Regions from separate parts of the Canis lupus genome. Here region 2 is linked to region 1. Evidence: chromatin contacts called from public Hi-C data. All regions are on one chromosome and are shown on one strand. Each heading gives the region's core, a stretch centred on a gene start, on an enhancer-like site or on the middle of the called end of the contact. The rest is flanking DNA. Distances are from core to core; before and after follow the strand shown. Region 1 holds the start of IL17D (interleukin-17D). Region 2 holds the start of CRYL1 (lambda-crystallin homolog).

Region 1 (6,804 bases), core at 725-3,224:
GATTGGTTTTTGACAAAATCATTACATTTTCTCTGCACCTCTTCATAGCAGCGTGGACTGAAGCCTTAAGCCGTTACTCATTTTATGCCCTCCCCTCCCTCACTCCCACATATAAACATCATCCACTAAATCCTGTCACTTTAACTTCTTTAAGTAATATCTTTCAAACTGATCCTAGTCTCACTTTTTCCACTTCCACTGCCTGAGTGCAGACCCTAATTGCTTTTTGCGGGAAGAATGACTGCATGCACTGCATGTCCTGTATCTCCTCTCGGATCTGTCCCTCAACACAAAGTGGTCACATGATTTTCTTTATCAAAAAACGTCCTGCAGGATACACTTCAAATCTGTGGCATTGCTTTTAAGGCCAAATCTAGTTTCTGGTCCCCTCTGTAGGCTCCTCTCTTGCCACCCCCAGCCACACAGAAACACACCAGCGCTTGTGATTCTTTGGTCTCCTCCCCCTTGTCATATGCCACCCCTTCCCTCTGAACCACCCTTGTCCTGTTCTTTCACTGAGGGCTTTTCCACATCTTTGGCAGCAAGGGCTCCCTCCTTGTACAGCTAACTGTGAGCCCCTTGAGGGTGATGACACCCTGCAGTAACAGCAGGGAAGGGGACAGTCTCCAGCCACACTCTTCCCTACCCAAGCCCCAGAACACCCCAGACTACCTGCTTTGCATGTTGTTCCTTTCTTCTGAGATGACCTCGTCTCCAGGCCCATCTCAGAATTATGGCCATTCTCCAAAATACATCTCAGATGCCATTTTGATCCCTCTCACCGCTTTACACTATCAACACACTAAAGTTTTCGTGTCAAATCGTGTTCTGCCTTGATAACTGGGTTTCCTTCTCAATTATCTCCACGCGTCCCTTAAACGATAAGCTCAGAGGATGGGCTTCGGAGGGTTTAACTCTCAGCAGTGTCTGGACCACCACCCAGGCACTCAAGACATGTCCGCGGGCTGCCACATGAGCGCCTCGCAGGCCTCCTGTACGAAGTCCTGTAAAACTTACTGAAGGCCCACTCACTCGTCTTGGTCCCTCGTGGAACCCACTGGATCGTAACCCTGGCAAGGAACAGGCACCAAGAAACATCTGCTCCAGTGGAACAGTGAAAGGGTAATAACGGGAGGCAGGTTTCCTTCAAGGGAGGCGAGGAGACGTTTGTCTCCGCGCTTGCTCCGCCCTCCCCACCTGTCCCCCGCCGCTCCACCTGTCCGGCTCCGGGCTCCTCCCCGGCCCCGCCCCCGCCCCGCCCGCGCGGCCCTGCGCCCCGCCCCGCCCCGCCGCGCCCCGCCGCGCCCCGCCCCGCCCCGCCGCTCACCTGTAGGCCCAGGGCGACACGCTGCGCAGGTTGGTGGGCGGCCGGAAGCGCCGGTCGCCGGGCCTGCCCCCTGCCGGGCAGCTCGCGTTGCGCGCCTGCTCGCGCGGCCCCAGCTGCAGCGTGTGGTGGAAGGCGCCCAGCACGCCCGCCGCCAGCCGCCCGTACAGCTGCTCCAGGAGCTCCTCGGGCCGGTCGGCGCAGCCCCGCGGCCGCGCAGGCCGTCTGCTGGCCCTCGGGGCGCCCGCGGCCCGGCCCAGCGCCAGCGCGAGCAGGACGCCGAGCACCAGCATCCAGACCTGCGAGACAGGCCGCGCTCAGCGTCCGCGCGGCGGAGGAGCCCGCGCCCCCCGCCCCCGCCCCCCGCGCGCCGCGGGACCGTGAGGCCGTGAGGCCGGCCCGGAGGATGGGCGCGGACCAGACGGGCCCCCGAGCGCCGCCGCCGCCCGCCCGCCGCCCGCGGGGGCCCCGGGACCCCGCCCTGCGCCGGCCCGCGCGCCCCGGGCCGCCGCCGCCGCCGCCGCCCCGAGCCGGGGGCCGCGCGGGGGGCGGCTGCGGGGTGCGCGTGTGCGTGTGCCTGCCGGGCTGCTGCGCGCTGGGCTGCGAGTGCCTGTGACGGCCGTCCGCGCCGCTTACCCCCGCGCGCGCCATCCCCGCCGCCGCCTCGCCGCGCCGCGCCGCGCCGCCCCGGCCGGTCCGCGCCCGCAGACTCACGCCCCCACGCCCGCGTCATCCGCCCGCCCCCCCGCGGGGCTGCGCGGCCCAGGAGGGGCGGCGCGGGGTCTCGGCGCGCACGGCCCCGGGTGCCGGCCGGCCCCGCGGCGCGCGGCTCCCTCGGCGCTGCCCGCCCCGCGTCGTCGCCGGGACTGGAGCGCGGCGGCCCCGGCACGGAGAGCGCCCGGCCGTGAGCCCGGCCTCCCCCCGGGGCAGGGCACGGCCGCGGCACCTGAGCGGGGCGGACGTGGCGGCTGCCGAGGCCCGGACTGTGTGTGCGCGGCGGGCCTGGGGCCCGAGGGGCGCGAGGAGGACCCCGAGGACCCCGAGGACCCCGAGGACCCGCCCGGCCCCAGGAGGCCTGCGAGGAGCTGGCCTGCAGATCTCCGGAGCTCCAAAGCGGGGCCACCCTTGTGGAGTCGGGGGACGCAGATTTTGGCTCAGGGCAAAAAGCTGCTTCTAGTAATCAGAGCTCTCCAAGGATAGAACAGGCCTTCTGGAAAAACCTAGAAGGATTCTGTTCCTTAGGACGACTTCCTCTTCTGAGACTATAGTTCAAAGAAATACATTTATTAGATACTAACAACTTTCTTTTTAATAGGGCGAGGGGAGGCTGCATCTCCTTTCCCCTACACTCTCATGAAATGAACCTTCTGTGCCTCTTCCAGCAGCTCTCACGTCAAAGTACTGAATCCCCCTACTCGTACTGTTCCGTCTGTGAGTGGGCATCAGTTGGGCTGTTACAGTGTTGGAGCGGTCCTGCTCCGTGGGATCTGTAAGTGCAAGCAGTCTTGTAAAATAAGCCTATTCTTCTGTGGATAAATTGAAATATATTTAAATGAAGGAACTGTGTTGTACTTCAAAATCACAAGATAACTTGTTCATTTGTTCATTCTACAAATTAATGCTTTTTAGGTGGCAGGCTAATGAATATGGCCATTTAACAGCAGTCTTCGAAAATGAAAACAAGAGACTGATACCAGCTGAAAGTGTAGAAAATAGGTGATTTATGCCTCCCTGAATGGTTTGAAGCTTTGGTATTTGACTATTTTGTCAAGGTTTCTGTCTACTTGATTAAACTACATTTTAGTTGTGCTGTGTAGAAAAACATCACTTTTTACATGCCTTGAACATTATGTAACAAGAGTTTCAGAATTAACTGCTAAAAATCCCACTGAGATCTTCAATTTAAGCAATTTACAGCTCTTGGTGAGTAAACATTTGTCTTGAGGTTATAAAACACCTTTTTCCTGACTAGTGGATAAATTGTTCATGTTCTCTGTTTCTGGTAAAATGGGAATAAAGATCAGTACTCAAATACTGTTTATTTTGTATTTGATAAAAAGTGTGGGAGTCCTCTAGAAGAAGGAGACTATCATCACAATTGTTTTCCTAGGAATATTCACCATGGCTCATTACAACAACATCCTTTCATGTGTAAGGTGACACACCTTAATTGTGCCGGACTGTTAATTATCTGTATTTCAACAAAATACCGTATATTGACTGATAACATGGCAATTTCTCTCTTCTTCCTTGATTATCTTGGAAATAGAAAATAAAATATTCACTTCCCAACAATTTCACCCGAAAAGGCTCACCTATTTTGATGAAACATAAATTTTATCTTTGTGAGACTAGAGTTGAGAAAATTTCTTATAAACGGGCAAAATGTTTCATCAGTTACCCTCCAGTCTGAATGTACATGAGAAATAAACATGTTAATTATTAAATCCAAATTTAAGAAAAGTCAGAAAAAGGCAACCAAGTTCTTCATGTTCCCTTAGAAATTAATTCCTCTCTGGTGCTCTTTACAGAAGATGTCACCATCCTTCTAGTCACAAAATCTTGATCTCAAGTCATCTTCCATTCCTCCTCCTCACTGCTTCTCTTACTCAACTACTCCAGTACCAGGCACAACATATAACAGACCATGCTGTCAGGAAAGATCCTTTCGGCACCGTAATTCCAAAAGCCAGTATGAGGTTGGCCACTTCCATAGTCAGCTTCTTGGGTTGCTGATGTACCTATCTATCCAAGCTTCCTTCCCTCCTTTAAAGGACTGTCACATTTTCCCTGCCAGTAGTTCTCTTTATTGCTGTCATCTTCTTGGGTAGCACCTGGATCTACCACTACTGCTCATCATGCTTGGCACCCCTAACATCCACACAGATGATTTATTCAATACCCTGGCTTCTAAATGACTAACTTCCAATCATCTTTTCTCCCATTGTATCTCAGCTATCAAATCATATGATTATGCTCATTATCATTACCAAGAACTGCACCATATGCAAACATAATTTCAAATACCTACTCTCTGATACAGGCACTTTGTCTTTTCATCCACTCCTGTAATTCTCTGATCGCATTAGGTCTTCTAAACCTACCACTTTCCTACTAAGGTCTTCTAAACCTACCACTTTCCTACTAAGCATCCCATTCTTGAGTCCTTATTTCCTCCTTTGTCTAGTTTAGAGTTCATAATTCAGCACTATTACCACATCCTTGCAAACACTCTTAATCTCTTGTTCTCTTTTTCCTCTTAATATCTGCCCATGATAATCCCAACTTCATTAAAATCCTACAACTTGTTGACTAGACTCCATTCTAATTTCTGACCACAAATCTAAGATTAGCGTTCAACACAGTCTTATTCCCTTTTACCAAGATGACTAATTTACATTTCCTCTCTCTCAAATCTCTGCTACTCATTTCCCTCTTCATCAAATGTTCCATACCCACAGATGAGAGCTAGTTTTTTTTTTTCTACCACTGAATATACTAACCTGTTTGCATTCACTTTCACATATCCTGCCTTCTTTCCTGATATATTTGATAAGCCCTTGACTCCAGTTGCCATTCTATCAATCGTTGAATTTCTTCCTTTTGTAATAAAGTGTTCTGAGCTGTCTCCATTCTCTGGCTCTGAAACCTCACTTCCTATTTTCTGCTCAACCCACTCCAGTTGGGTATTTATCCCCAATACTTCATTGCGATAACTTTTAACAAGATTGAAATGATACAATTATTGCCAAAGTTAATTGTGTTTAACTATTAAATTCTTTTTTTTTTTTTAAGATTTTATTTATTTATTCATGATAGAGAGAGAGAGAGGCAGAGACACAGGCAGAGGGAGAAGCAGGCTCCATGCACCGGGAGCCCAATGCGGGACTCGATCCCGGGACTCCAGGATCGCGCCCTGAGCCAAAGGCAGGCGCCAAACCGCTGCGCCACCCAGGGATCCCTAAATTCTTTTGCTAACATATTTGACCACTCCCTTAGTCCTTACTCCTTTTGATTAATGTTTGTATAGTGTATTTTTTCCCATCTTTTCATTTTCAACCTATCTATGACTTTATATTTAAAATGTGTCTTGGGATCCCAGTCTGCTACTATCTGAACAATATAGTAACCTTAGAACAATTTAATACTCCTTCCCAACCCTTACTATTGTCATGTAATTTCTATATATGTTAAAACCCCACAAATCATTACTATTGTTGTTTTAAGTAGTCACTATTCTTTTATATATCCTGGTACCTCTTGGGTGCTTTTCACCCTTTCTGTCTTTCATGCTTTTGGGGATAATTTTCCTTTAGCCTGTAGAAATACTTGTAGTATTTTCTATAGAGCTAGCCTATGGTAATTCATTTCCTCAAATTTTGTTTGAGAAGTCTTTAACTTTAAAGTATGAAAGATATATTCAGTGGGATAGAAATCTAGGTTGGCAGGGTTTTTTTCTTTCAGCACTTTTAAAGATACCATTTTATTGTCTACTGGTTCCATAATTTCTATGGAAACGTAAGTCTTATGTCGTATTATTGTTCCTCTGAAAGTAGTGTGTTCTTTTTATTCTATTTTAAAGCAGTTCTTTGTCTTTGGTTTTCAGCATTTGAGCATATCTCTAGGGTGCAGTGTTCTTTGAATCTACTCTCATTGTGTTCACGGAGCTTCCTGCATCTGTGGGTTGATGCCTTTCATCAATTTGGGATAATTTTAGACACTGTCTCTTCAAATGTTACTTTTAATCCATTTTCTTTCCTTTCTGAGATTCCTATTATATTTATTTAAACTTCTGACCATGTCCCAAATATCTTATCTGCTTTAATCTTTAAAAAATTTATTTTACTTAAACTCAATTAATATATAGAGTATTATTGGCAGAGATTGAGTTCAGTGATTCATTAGTTGCATATAATACCCAGTGCTCATTACATCATGTGCCCTCCTTAATTCCTATCACCCAGTTTCCCCATCCCCCCACCCACCCTCAGTTTGTTTCCTATAGTTAAGAGTCTCTTATGGTTTGTCTCCCTCTCTGATTTCTTCTTATTTTATTTTCCCTCTCTTCCCCTATGATCTTCTGCTTTGTTTCTTAAGTTCCACATTTGGGTGAAATCATATGATAATTGTCTTTCTCTCATTGACTTATTTCGCCCAGCATAATATCCTCTAGTTCCATCTACATCATTGCAAATGCCAAGATTTTTTTTTTTTTTTTTTTTTAAGGGCTGAGTCATATTCCACTATGTATATTTACCATATCTTCTTTATCCATTCATCTGTTGATGGGCATCTGGGCTCTTTCCATAGTCTGGCTATTGTGGACATTGCTGCTATAAACATTGGGGTGTAGGTGCCCCTTTGGATCACTATGTTTGCATCCTTTGGATAAATACCTAGTAGTGCAATTGCTGGGTCATATGGTAGTTCTATTTTTAACTTCTTGGGGAACCTCCATACTGTATTTCAGAGTGGCTGCA
Region 2 (7,078 bases), core at 3,098-5,597, 180 kb after region 1:
CACCTGGCAAAGTGACTGGCATAGGGTGGGACTACAACACAAGTATTGATTGGCTTAAGAATGAAGTCAAACTTTCACTATTTGCAGACAACATCATGCTCTATGTAGAAAGCCCAAAAGACTCTACCAAAAAAGAAAATTGCTAAAACTAATATATGAAGTCAGCAAAGTTGCACAATATAAAAATCAATATACAGAAATCTGTTGTATTTCTATACACCAATAACAAAACAGCAGAAAAAGAAATCAAGGAATTGATCCCATTTGCAATTGCACCAAAAACAGTAAGATGTCTAGGAATAAACCTCACCAAAGTGGTGAAAGACCTGTACTCTGGGTCCAAGTCCCTGCTCCACTGGGTATACTTGGACCCAGGCTCGAGCTTGTAAATAACCCTCGTGTGATTGCAAAAAAAAAAAAAAAAAAAAAAAAAAAAAAAGACTTGTACTCTGAAAACTATCAAATGCTGATGAAAGAAACTGAAGAGGATACAAAGAAATGCAAAGATATTCCATACTCATAAATTGGAAGAACGAATATCATTAAAATGTCTATACTACCCAAAGCAATGTACACATTTAATATAATCCCTATCAAAATATCAACAACATTTTTTACAGAACGAGAACAAATAATCCCCAAAATTGTATGGAAACACAAAAGAATTTGAATAGCCAAAGCAATCCTGCAAAAAAGAAAAACAAAACTGGAGGCATCATGATTCTGGATTTCAAGCTGTATTACAAAGCTGTGGTCATCAAGACAGTATGTTACCAGCTTGAAAACAGACACATAGATCAGTGGAGCAGAATAGAAAGCCCAGAAATGGACCCACAACTCTATGGTCAAAGCAGGAAAGAATATCCAATGGGAAGAAAGACTGTCTCTTCAACAAATGGTGTTGGGAAAACTGGACAGCAACATGCAGAAGAAAGAAACTGGACCATTTTCTTACACTATACACAAAGATAAATTCAAAATGGATGAAAGACCTAAATGTGAGACAGGAGACCATCAAAATTCTAGAGAAGAACACAGGCAGTCACGTCTTTGACCTTGGCTATAGCAAAGGTCAAATGTCTCCCAAAGCAAGGGAAACAAAAGCAAAAATGAACTATTGGGACTTCATCAAGATAAAAAACTTCTGCACAGTGGAGGAAACAAGACATCCAGATGGCTAACAGACACATGAAAAGATGCTCAACATTACTCATCATCAGGGAAATACAGATCAAAACTATAATGAGACACCATCACACACCTGTCAGAATGGCTAAAATTAACAGCACAGGAAAAAACAGATGTTGGGGAGGATGTGGAGAAAGAGGAACCCTCTTACACTATTGGTGGGAATGCACATGGTGCAGCCACTCTAAACAGTAGAGAGATTCCTCAAAAAGTTAAAAATAGAACTACCCTACAATTCAGCTGTTGTACTACTAGGTATTTACCCAAAGGATACAAAAATGCAGATTTTTGTAGGGATATGTGCACCCCAATGTTTACAGCAGCATTCTCAACAGTAGCCAAACTATGGAGAGAGACCAAATGTCCCTTGACTGATGAATGGATAAAGAAGATGTGATACATACATACAATGGAATATTTCTCAGCCATCAGAAAGAATGAAATCTTGCCATCTGCAGTGACGTTGATGGAGTTAGAGTGTATTATGCTTAATGAAACAAGTCAGTCAGAGAAAGACAAATACCATATGATTTCACTCATATGTGGAATTTAAGAAACAAAACAAAACAGAGCAAATGGGAGTGGGGGAAAGAAAAGAGAGAGAGAGTGGAAAACAAACCATAAGAGACTCTTAACTCTAGGGAACATAGAGACTCTAAAACTCTGTGTGTTGATGGAGGGAGGAAGATGGAGGATGGGCTAGAGGGATGATGACTATTAAGGAGGGCACTAGTGATGAGCACAGGGTGTTACATGTGAGTGATGAATCACTGAATTCTACTCCTGAAACCAATATTGCACTGTATGTTAACTAGAATTTAAATAAAAATTTGAAAAAAAAATCTCTTGGTCATTTAAAAAATTGTGATAACTTACACAACATAAAACTGTCACTGTTGGGATCCCTGGGTGGCTCGGTGGTTTGGCGCCTGCCTTTGGCCCAGGGCGCGATCCTGGAGTCCCAGGATCGAGTCCTGTGTCGGGCTCCTGGCATGGAGCCTGCTTCTCCCTTTGCCTGTGTCTCTGCCTCTCTCTTTATGTCTAATAAATAAAAAATCTAATTCTTAAAAAAAAAAAACTGTCACTGTTTTAGAAAATTAAATTTAAAAACTTTAAAAAATTGTTGAGCTTGAGATCTCTTTATATATTTTGTAAACAAGGACTGCAATAGATACCTAATTTGAAAATATTCCCCCCAGCTTGTGGCTTTTCATTTTCTTGATACTGTCTTGAAGTAGTACTATAAATTTTTAATTTTGATGAAGTCTGATTTACCAACTTTTTCTTTGCCTGTTAAACTTTTTGTGGCATATCTAAGAAATGTCTGCCTAACTCAAGGTCACAAAGTTTTATCCTATGTTTTCTTTAAGAAATTATGTGGTTTTAGGTTTTACATGGATGCATTGGATGTTAGTGTTTTATGGTTATATATGGTATGGGGCTATTATTATCATTACTTATGCATACCCAATTGTTCCAGTACCATAAGTTGAAAAGACTCTCCTTTGCCATTGAATTCCCTTTATACATTTGTTGAAAATCAGTAGATTATGTATATCTATGGACTCAGGAATCACAATTCAAGACTCCCTCTTGTCTGATATCTGAGGCCATTTTTTCCTCTATTTTTCTATTTTGGTGGTGGCAGTGGGGTGAGTGGGTGGGTGGAGGGTGGGTCTTCTGTTTAAGGCAGGAGCTGAAGTCTGGCTTCTGTTACTCCATCTTGGCCAGAAGCAGAAGCTCTCTGTACCATAATCTTTAAAACTATTTCTTATCGATAGATATTCATCATGTTTTCAATGTTTATTTTAACATTATATTAAGATTCTATATGATGTTTTAACATTTTTCTCTTCTATTTTATAAACCATTTTGTCTAACTTCATGTCCACTTATATTTCTATAAAACAGATCTCTAGGACTGGAATTGCAAAGCCAAAGTGCATACTTTAAAAATTTTGATATGTCAAGAACTGTGAGGGGTCTGAGATTTTTATCTTATTACAAAGTAATGAGTTAGCTTGCCACAGTTTTGTGGAAGCTGACAGAAGACAGGATATTCCTGGATTAAAGATAAAAGACCCTGCTACTCACAGCAAAAGCAATAGCCAGCGTGTCAGCATATTTGCACCAGTTTTTGGAGCCCCAATTTCCACAGGGTTACATGGAGGGCCAGATGACCCCAGCATTTGCAAGGGGCCAACGGACCAGTAAGTGTTCAGCATAGAGCTGACACTGTTGTGAGCAGCAAACAAATCAGTCCCCTTTCACTCCAGGAGTGAGCAGTTACAGGGTACTCTGCAGGAGCCTTGATCTATTTAGCTGCCTGCGTGCATAGCTACAGAAGGTACTTAGCTTCAGGAGATGGATAAACCTTGCAGTCTGCTATATTCAGCAAGAAAGTGCAGGAACCTAGGGGCTCATGGCTGACTGCTCTCCCAAAAGCATTTTTCTCCTTTATAAGCCTGCCTTCAATTGTATATTAAAGGGTTGTCTGTCTGAAACATTTCGTTACCAACATGAATATTTTATCAATCTTTGTCATTTTAGCAAATTTGATGGGTGAAAGATGAGTTTCACCATCTGTTTTGTTACTTTTCATTTATCTTAAGTGAGTTGAGCACCTTGTTTCAGATGTTTATTGAAACTTTGTGAAATTGTTCTTTAAAGCCTACCCTCCCTCTGACATTATCTTTTAATGTTCTGACCGGGGAAAACAAATAAAGGAAGAGCTCCATTTGTCATCTGAGTGGGTCAGTTTTGCTCATGTTTGTGGCCTGAGTCCTCTCTGATCATCGTGACTTGGATGACTGTGGAAATTCCCTTCAGCTTGTGCTGTATGAACACAAACTGTCCTGAGATGTATGATGCTCTCTCCTCTTGGTCTGTTTGTTCCTGTCTCTGGAAAGAGCCCCGGGTCAGGACTTCTTTTTTGTCCTACAGAAACGCCACTCTGCCTCTGAGGGAGGAAGCACAGTTCAGAGAACCCCTGTCCTCACGGTCCCCTCAGCACAGTGCAGTGGGATCAGATCCGTCTTCCAGTTTCACTGGAGTTCCAGTTTCCCAGAGTTCCTGGGTCTCATTTCTCATCTGCGGAGAAAGGCAGCGAGGATCTTTCTAGAAACGAATTATGAGTGCAAACTCAGCAAAACCACCCTCAGTAGAAAGGCCAGAACTGGTATGTATTAAACTGGTGTGTATTTCGGAGAGGAACTTCTACTGCCAGTTTCCTTGGGGTCAGCTAGAGGCCAGGCCTCGTGCCAGCCTGGCGGTATCCCCGCTACGTACGCAGGTTGTAGGGTGCACGGTTGGAAACTAAATCGTGAACAAATGAATTGCGGGAGTCCGAAGGCTCAAGTTTTCGCGCTTCCTACCCCCTTCCCCGCCCCCCCCGCGGGTGCCCCCGCCGCGCCCCCGCTCGGGTCGGCGCCTGGGTCTCCGCTGCAGGCCCCGCCCGCCGAGCACCCAATGGGGACGGAGCAGCGGCCCGCCCCCGGCCCCCGGGGCCTATCAGGGTCCGCGCGCCCGCCCCCGGCTCAGGGGACCAGCCAATGGGCGCGGAGGACGCCCCTCCCGGCGCGGGGACCCGGCGCTACGCGCGGCGCGCGAGAGCCGGTGGGCCTCAGTCCTCTGCACTGGCGGTGGGGTCCCGGGCCGGGCAGGTGTGCGGCCATGGCGTCCTCGGAGCCCGGCGACGTGCTGATCCTCGGCAGGTAAACGCCCCGGCCCGCCGACCGTGTGCTCTTGCCCTGGCTCTGGGGAGACCCGGGGGGCGCGGGAGCGAGGGGCCCAGGTGGCGGTCACCCCGACCAGCGGTGCGGACGCGTGCTGGAGCGCCAGCCGCCCACCCTCCAGGACCCTGTGCGCCCTTGCGGCCCTCCCTGAGCTGGCCAGGCCTGCGGGAGCGCCCGGGGGCGGCGTGGCTTTTCAGGATGAAGCACACTGTCGAGTGCTGTTCTGTTTCACTCGGCGCTGACTTACCCGCCAAGCTGACAGCTCAGGCTGCGGTGGGAACGGTTTGTGCGATTAGTTCAGTGATGCCAGGCCTACCAGCAAACACAAATAGACGTGCCAGGAAGTCGGACAGAGATTCTGCAGAAGTGTGTGTGTGTGTGTTTAAGGTTTTATTCATTTATTAATGAGAGACGCACACACAGAGAGAGGCAGAGAGACAGGCAGAGGGAGAAGCAGGCTTCCTGCCGGGAGCCCGATGCAGGACTCAATCCCGGGACCCCCGGATCATGCACAGAGCCCAAGGCAGACGCTCAACCACTGAGCCACCCAGGGGCCCTACAGAACTGTATTCCTAGCTATTCCCACTTTATGGATGTGAAAACAGATGAAGCAGTTTGCTGCTGGTCGCAGGCAGTACGTGGCCGAGATGGGACTATCCCAGCAAAGAGGGCCTGTTGAACACCCGTGCACAGGGCTGCCTGCAGGGCGTGAGGATGTGTGTGTTCTTGTCCCCAGGGGTGTCCTCTGGGTGGCAACAGGTGCTTGGCGGACACATGCGGCAATCCTAATTCATTCGTGATCCGTGGGGAAAGGCACATTTCCTTTTTTTTTTTTTATTTTAAGATTTTATTTATTCATGAGAGACACGCAGAGAGAGGTGCAGAGACACAGGCAAAAGGAGAAGCAGGCTCCATGCCCGGAGCCGATGTGGGACTTGATCCCAGGTCTCCAGGATCGCGCCCCCTGGGCTGAAGGCGGCGCTAAACCGCTGAGCCACACAGGCTGCCCAGAAAGGGACGTTTCCAAAGAGGAACGCTGGAGCTCAGAGTTTGCTAGGCTGTGTCAGTTTAACAGCCTAAATGCCATCCAAATTTTTCTGATTGGTGCCCCCATTCGGTCTTTTAAAACTTCTGCTGTTTTCGTAAAAAAAGTATTTATGCATACCTTTATTGACAGGCTGTGATAGCAATCTGTAGACATGTTAATCCTTGCTATATATAGTTGGAAGCACCTTTTTGGGGGTAGTTTTGTGTCTGTTTATGCCACTGAGGTGTTGGCCTACCTGACCTGCCACCCAGCGACAATTCCAGTGTCAGGGTTTTCCGTTTAGAACCTATTGAAAGAAGGAATCAGGATGTTTTTTGTCAGCTTCCTCTGATCAGACCGTGGAATTACCTGAACCTTTGACCTTTGCAGGCGTGTGGGTGTGTGTGGCTGCCTGGTGAAGGAATATAAAAATATTTTTTAAAAGTGTACTTGGTATTGGGTACAGTGACTGTGCTCGATTTGTATTTTACTTGTCCAGGATCAAGGGCTGGAGTTTTGTGTCTCTCACACCATGTGTTGGGGTGTTACTCTGTTTTCACCTAATACATGTTAAGTTTGGAATTGACTATCCCTGTCTGGCTCTGGTTCTTTCATGAAGTACAGTCTTTCCAGAAGGAGATAGGATTGATGAGTCAGTTTATTTGATTCCCCAGAGGAAGGTTCATAAGGAAGTAGATGAGGGTTGGCAAACTTTAATGACCACAGGAACTGGCACAGGATAGAGATCTCTTCCTGTCTATCCTATACCCTCAGCACCTCAAGAGAACACCCATCTCTGCTTTCCTTCCCTTCCTTCTGCTCCCTTTCCTCTCTGTTCCCTCTCTCACCTCGCTCCCCTACTCACTTTTCCTTTCCCTTCCTCCCCGCTCTTCAGCCCTCTTCTCTCTCTCCCCCCGCTTCTGGCCCCATGGGTGATTCCATGGAACATCCATTTACAAAATGAGGCTGGGAAGTGTAAATTAGCTTCCTAAAACCTGGTTTAGTTTCATTCTTGGATTTCAACAGACCAAAAAATGCCTATTTCAATTTCAGGGACATATTGGGCCATTGTTTTTCCATCTTTTCCTAATAATTATCAGGTTCCCTCTTGAAGGTACTTGCTAGAAAT

Evidence for each region. Hi-C and Micro-C count contacts between places; a contact is called where the count stands out from the background.
Region 2: a contact with region 1 is called in a Hi-C map of skin fibroblasts, with 2.0 times the contacts expected there. The contact joins the promoter of CRYL1 here to the promoter of IL17D in region 1. A contact is called at or near these places in 2 of 9 Hi-C or Micro-C datasets (amygdala and skin fibroblasts).

Annotation. Positions count from the first base shown.
Region 1 is chr25:17,483,115-17,489,918 of UU_Cfam_GSD_1.0, forward strand. IL17D (interleukin-17D) reads right to left here and starts at 1,975. Exons shown (of 3, transcript XM_038574495.1): 1 at 1,961-1,975; 2 at 1,328-1,623. The coding sequence starts at 1,975.
Region 2 is chr25:17,660,921-17,667,998 of UU_Cfam_GSD_1.0, forward strand. It overlaps CRYL1 (lambda-crystallin homolog), which reads left to right and starts at 4,348. Exons shown (of 8, transcript XM_038573515.1): 1 at 4,348-4,366.